2 separate regions of the Mus musculus genome follow, and region 2 is linked to region 1. A link is a contact called in public promoter capture Hi-C data. All regions are on one chromosome and are shown on one strand. Each heading gives the region's core, a stretch centred on a gene start, on an enhancer-like site or on the middle of the called end of the contact. The rest is flanking DNA. Distances are from core to core; before and after follow the strand shown. Region 1 holds the start of Krt7 (keratin 7). Region 2 holds the start of Krt4 (keratin 4).

Region 1 (3,093 bases), core at 282-2,781:
CAGACTCTACTACCACAGATGTTGAAAAGTCTGGAACCACTGTGCAGCAGAGCCCATGTGCCCACTAGTTGTGCTTACCCCTCATCCCTAGGACCCTATTTCAAGTGTAAGCCATGGAGTTGATGTGCTTGGCTTAGTGGAGTACACTGTTCCTAGCCAATTCTGCTTCAATGGTATTTTCTACCTCTGCCCCTTAAATAGCCCCTTTCTTCTCTGAAGCTGGGGGTGAGAGGGTATTAGGGGACTGACTGGACTGGCCCCTCCTTCCACGCTGGAATTTTTCTTTCTTCCTCAGTATCTTCTCTCCTTCCTCTTATCTCAGCCTGAAGGTGGGAGGCAAGAAAAGCCCTTGAAACCAGCAGCCTGAGGAATCATGAGCTGGATTAGGATGGCACAGCTCAGCATAGAGCAGGAAGTGGGGCTAGAGCAGTCTGGGAAGTTTCTTTTAAGGATTTCTGGGACAGAACGGTACAGGCAGGAGGACTGGAAGGGAGACGGTGAAGCAAGGGATTGGTCCTAGCCAGAGGGACAGGCAGGACTGCAGGCCTCAGCTTCCTAGATGCCCATGAATGACTGGGATGGACAGCCAGGGAGATACCTTCCAAAGGGCCCCTCTCCCAAGTCCCAGTCTCCCACAGAGCCATCTGCAAAGGCAGAGGTAACCTTACCTCCTACCAACAAAAAAGGTAGAGGAACGGGCAGGTAAGTAGGGCAGAAGCCTCCCTCCGCCAGGCCTTTATTCTCAGCATCTACCTCAGATACAAAGTTCTCCCATGGAGAAAGGAGGAGTCATCCCACCCCATTCCTGACTCCTCACAACCTCCTCCCAGGGAAAGGGACCCAGACACCAAAGAACTAACTGCTGGCCTTGGCCTCCAGAGCTCCTAGCCTCACACCTGTTACAAAGTGGCTCCAAATCCCCCGAGACCAGTCAACTATGGAAGCTGGAGAGAACTTGGGGGCAATCCTTGAGTCCTTGAGGAAAGGGAGGGGCCCAAGGCCATTTGTTGGCAGAGCGGAGTTTGGAGACTAAAGGAGGGTGTAAGGAGAAGTACTATACAGAGCCCACCGAAGACACAAGAGGAAAGAGACCTACACCAGCCTCCCAGGGCAAGGCGTGGCCGGAAAGAACCGTGCGACTGAGGCTGTCTCACCTTGTCGATGAAGGAGGCGAATTTGTTGTTGAGGGTCTTGATCTGCTCGCGCTCCTCCTGGCGCACCTGCTGGATGGTGGGATCGATGTCCACACTCAGCGGCGCCAGCAAGCTCTGATTGATGGTGATCTCGCGGATGCCAGCGCCCACCGGGCCCCCATAAGCGGAGCGCACGGCCACACGAGGCCTTGATGAGCCCAGGCCATAGAGGCTCCTGCTGCCGAAGCTGGCGCGGCCCGAGCTCAGGCGCACCTGAGCCCCGCGGCCCGGGTAAGCAGTGGAGCGAGAGCTGAAGTGGATGGACATAGCGGCTGGACACAGCTGGCTGGACGAGGCGAGGAGCAGCGCGAACTCCCTGACCTCAGGCAGTCTGCGACCTTTTATTCCTCCATGCGGGGCGGAGGCTGAGCGCACACAGGTGGGGACAGGGCGGGGCTGGCCGCTGGCCACCTTTCTCTGCAGCCAGGGCCTTCCTGTCCGCCTGCCTTCTGCCCTCGCACCGCCCCCAGCCGCCGCCCAAGGCTCTTCGTCCACTCGGGAAGTGTCTGCAGGAGGCCGAGACGCCGTCGTGAGACACCCACACCTCAGGCAAGTTGTCCAAGATACCCACAGCCCAGAAATCTCTGGACCGCAAAGAGACCACCTTACAATTGGCAGGAGAAGGCTTCCTAGAGCAGGTATGAGGAGTGAATACCTAGATTCCTGAGGCCAGTAGGAAAGCCAAGTGCTACAAAAGGAAGTGCCTGACAAACTTTAGCTCCTGCTGAAAGTTGAAACCCCTCACCCACTGGCTGGGGAAGCCCTAGGCTTCCTAGGACTCTCCTTCCTGGCCCAGCTGCTACTGGAGAGCTCAGCTCAGTTCTTGAGTAACCTGGCCCTGTGACGATCCTTACTGGGAAGAGCTGTTTCAGTAACTGCGCCCTCCCCACCATCCAAGTTCAGAGGGCTTGCCTCACCCCCTCCTCAAACTACTGTATGGGTTCCTGGGATGGCTGTGCGTACCCTTCTGTGCCCTCATACCCCTAACACACTAGTGTGAGTGTATATGAGTGCAGTCTGTGCATGGGGGGTCTGGATTCACAACTGAACACATTTGTATGCACATGTGTGTGTCCTGTCTCCCGTTCACATCCAGACGTTCCTCCCTGCTCTGCCTCATTTTTCCTGCTTACAAACCCACTAGGCTATGCCTGACAAGGGAATCAACTAAAACTGGCCTCTGTGGTAACCCGTGGTGGTGTGCTCAGTGCTCCTCGGAGTGCTCCTGGACTTCCAGTTTTCCCAGACTCACTTGGACAGCCTTTAGCCCACCTCTGGCTCCATGCAGTGAGACTGGTCCTTTAGGGGCGTCCTAGGTGGGGAGGATGGGAATGTCATATTCTTCCTGCTTTGCCTTTTCAGGTAGACAACCCTAAGCTCTCAAGGAGACTCCCTACCCCTCAAGGTGCTTCCTCAGTCCTTTGTCCCCCTCTGCACCCCACTTTCCATCCTGCTACAGCCCCTGCCACCCATCCCCCACTTTGGAGGTTGTTTCTCACCCACACCAAGAGCTCCTTCTCTTTCTCAAGCTGAGCCCCAGCAGGGCACAGCTAGTGCGCTGACCTGGACGGGTCCTGGCCCCCTCAGCCACAGCTCCTTCAGGATGAGGGTCTAACAAGAGCTGGGAAGCACACAGACAAAAGTACCTGGGCACTTCAGTCCAGGCCTCGGCCCCCTATAACCACCACACACAGGCTTGAGAAATACTTCCTCATTCCTGAGCCTACCCCACATCTGCCCTGGGCCTCTTACCCCTCCCTGGAACATTCTTTAAAACTCCAGTGCTAGCTAGATTCCTCCTGCTCCCACATTCCCAGACCAACCTGAGAGGCCACTCAGTGCCAGGTGGAGGCAACACACACACACACACACACACACACACACACACACACAAATGTCC
Region 2 (3,132 bases), core at 56-2,555, 510 kb before region 1:
TAGGGCCTGACCTGTGCTCACCCTCACCCTGAGTTCTCTGTGTATCAAGGAAGCTTTTGGGGGACATGGGTGTGATTCAGGCAGGTGGGATTATCCATGTGCTGGTGGTTGCTCTTTCTCACCTCTGGGTCATTTTCTCAATGATGGAGGGAGGAGGAAACTCAGATGTATTGGATTTCCTAGTCCCTGGACAGGATGAGAGCGGATGCCTGTTTGTCTCCAGTGTACTAGGCACCTTGGATATATTGTCTTATCTATGCATAGGAACATGTCTTATTTTATTTATAAAGTGAGTTGGCTGGTCTCAGAGGTATCAGATGGCCCACCCCAGACTGCATAATTAGTGAGAGATGAATAGACTCTGTATAGGCCAGTTCTGCTCAGTTAGGAGAAATCCAAGTTCTGGGAGTAAAACTATGATTTTGTATCTCGCACATGGCCCTGAATGACCACCAGTCTGCCAAAGCAATACTCAGCATCAAGAATGTTAGGAATCTCTTTCCAGAATTCTGGGACCACTTCAGAAAAAACAAAACAAAACAAACAAACAAGCATACAAACCAACCCAGACGTGCTGTGTTCTGGGGAAGCCCTGTAAGCCCAGGGTGGCTATGGGCCACACGGTAGAATCCCATCCAGGAGTTTCTTTGGGTCTTGGTTGGAAAGGCTACCAGGCTGGAACTGTAAGAGAAGAGCCTTGTTTCATAGGTGAACAAGTGGCCAGGGACACACAGAGGATAAGAATGATGGACACAGGCATAAGAGTTGATGCTGACAGCTTGCCAAGCTCCCATCCAAGATCACAATCTCTTTTGTATTGAAAGGAAAAGTAAATATTTGCATTCTTTCCAATTTATGAGTCCCTGGGCTGAGCTCAGGGAGCAGCTTGCACACACAGGTCAGGGTGCATAGCCTGGCAATGGCAGGCTGTGCCCTAGAACCCAGGCTCTCAGGTTCCAGGGTCTGTGGCATGCAAGTAGGGGTGATCAGACTAGGTGTCTGTAGCAGGAGCCCCATGAGGCTGGGAAAGAAGGAGGAAGGGCAGTGGGGCCTTGCAAGTCTGAGTCAGGTGGGCAGTGATACAGGAGGCCCTGGGGCACTGGCTCAGCGAGGGATGAGACCGTAAGCTGTGCCCTCCCAGTGACTTTTCTAGGTGTGCTTAGTGACATGTTCAGCAGGTGCAAGAGAGATGGGCCGTTGCCAAAGGCCCAGCCCAGAGATACTTCGGATTTTTCCCTTTATGCCCCTGCAACCAAGCCCTGCTGCTCCAGCGCATATAAGCCACAAGGGCCGAGGGTTCTGGCATTCAGGATCTGGCCTTTGCTTCGCTTCTGTTCTAAGCTCGTTGCAGCTGCCTCCTCTCTCAGCCATGATCGCCAGACAGTCAAGTGTCCGCGGAGCCTCCCGGGGCTTTAGCAGTGGCTCAGCTATTGCTGGTGGTGTCAAGCGAGTGGCCTTTAGCTCAGGCTCCATGTCTGGCGGTGCAGGGCGCTGCTCTTCTGGGGGCTTCGGCAGCAGAAGTCTTTACAACCTCGGGGGTCACAAGAGTATCTCCATGAGCGTGGCTGGGTCCTGCCAAGGCGGCGGCTATGGGGGTGCCGGAGGCTTCGGCGTTGGAGGATACGGTGCTGGGTTTGGTGCCGGTGGTTTTGGCGGTGGCTTTGGAGGCTCCTTCAACGGTCGAGGAGGTCCTGGCTTCCCAGTCTGTCCTGCTGGAGGTATTCAGGAAGTCACCATCAACCAGAGCCTGCTGACACCTCTTCAGGTGGAGATTGACCCAGAGATCCAGAAAATCCGCACGGCGGAGCGTGAGCAGATCAAGACCCTCAACAACAAATTCGCGTCCTTCATCGATAAGGCGAGTGAGCCTGATCTTTGCAGAGGGTGGTGGAGTGCGGGGTTTCTAAGCCCTGGGCCCTGGGTCTTAGCCAGGAAGTCACCTCATACCTACTTCTGACTCTGGGTGAAACCCCTCGTCTCTGAGGATGCTTGAAGAGCAGAGGAGGTACTCTTTGCTTTTTCTAGCCCAGATTCCATTTTTTAAAAAGGCAAAACCTGGAGATCTTTTCTATGTAGCCCAATTGTAGGCATGCATCATAGAATCTGGTTACCCAGAAATCTATGGCTAGGGGCCAATGCAGTGCTCTAGCCCAGGCTGTTCTAGGTTGCTGGGCATCAAGGTTTTGGTTCCTTTAGGTGTTTGAGGCAAGAGTGAACCCCTTGGAGGAGGATGAGTGGCTACACTGGCTTGAACGAGCCTGTAGTAGCTCCTGGAGGCTTTACCGTGACCCTGGGAGTACAGACTTGAACGTTAGACTAAGAGTTTTCTGTGCTTGTTGGCAGTATTTCCTTTCATCTCAGCCTTTGAGTTCAGAAGGCAGGAGTTTTGCTGCTTGAATGTAACATGGAGATGCTCTGCCAACCACTCCTTTAGCTGGCCCGGCTGGGTGCGTTAGAGAGAGAAGGCTCCAGGAAGTCCATGCCAGGATGGATTCCAGCTGAGTCTTAGAACATGTCTGGGCCATTTGTAGTTAGAGTTAATCGTATACAGATTCAGGAGACAAGGTTTTCCTCTGTAGCTCATATCGGCTTCAGACTCATCATCCTCCTACCTCAGCCTCCTGAGTGCTGGAGCATACACGTGCGTCACCATGCTTAGCCTGTTCTGAAAGTGAATGTGTTCTTCGCCATGGGTCTGTATCCCTTGAACGCAAGTGCCTGCCAACTGTGTTCATACCTCATGGTCTTATTTGATTTGATTATTTCACAGATGCTCTGTTCTCTAGCCCTGCATCTGGGCCTTTGGTCTGCTGTGGTTAAAAAAGCTGTTGTTGCTGTATCATCAACCTTCTACTGTGTTCCCCAAGCTATGTGTCCCATAGACCACTATGGGCCCAGGAACATGCTTGCCATGATAGTGTCCCAGGCTTGCTATGAGGTGGCCCAAGCTGCGTGACTCTTAGGTGGTCTGGCTGCCTGGCCCACCTAGGCTGGTGCTGGCCTCAGAACCCTCCTGCTGAAGCATCTGGGTCTTACTAGGGACCTGTGTCTCTTTTCAACATAGGTGCGATTCTTAGAGCAACAGAACAAGGTCCTGGAGACCAAATGGAACCTCCTCCAGCAGCAGACAAC

Evidence for each region. Promoter capture Hi-C pulls out the DNA fragments that hold promoters and counts their contacts.
Region 2: a contact with region 1 is called in a promoter capture Hi-C map of stem cell-derived epiblast-like cells, with 8 times the contacts expected there. The contact joins the promoter of Krt4 here to the promoter of Krt7 in region 1. A contact is called at or near these places in 27 of 39 promoter capture datasets (the 3T3-L1 cell line, 3T3-L1-derived adipocytes, the C10 cell line and 15 more), 2 of 484 Hi-C or Micro-C datasets (embryonic stem cells and nephron progenitors), 3 of 115 datasets of contacts at active chromatin or transcription factors (embryonic stem cells and pancreatic cancer cells) and 1 of 9 other capture datasets (adipose tissue).

The regions. Positions count from the first base shown.
Region 1 is chr15:101,410,841-101,413,933 of GRCm38.p6, reverse strand. It overlaps Krt7 (keratin 7), which reads right to left and starts at 1,531. Exons shown (of 9, transcript NM_033073.3): 1 at 1,155-1,531. The coding sequence starts at 1,460. Gm671 (a long non-coding RNA gene) reads left to right here and starts at 1,742. Exons shown (of 4, transcript XR_384459.2): 1 at 1,742-1,831.
Region 2 is chr15:101,922,908-101,926,039 of GRCm38.p6, reverse strand. Krt4 (keratin 4) reads left to right here and starts at 1,305. Exons shown (of 9, transcript NM_008475.2): 1 at 1,305-1,858; 2 at 3,065-3,132. The coding sequence starts at 1,370.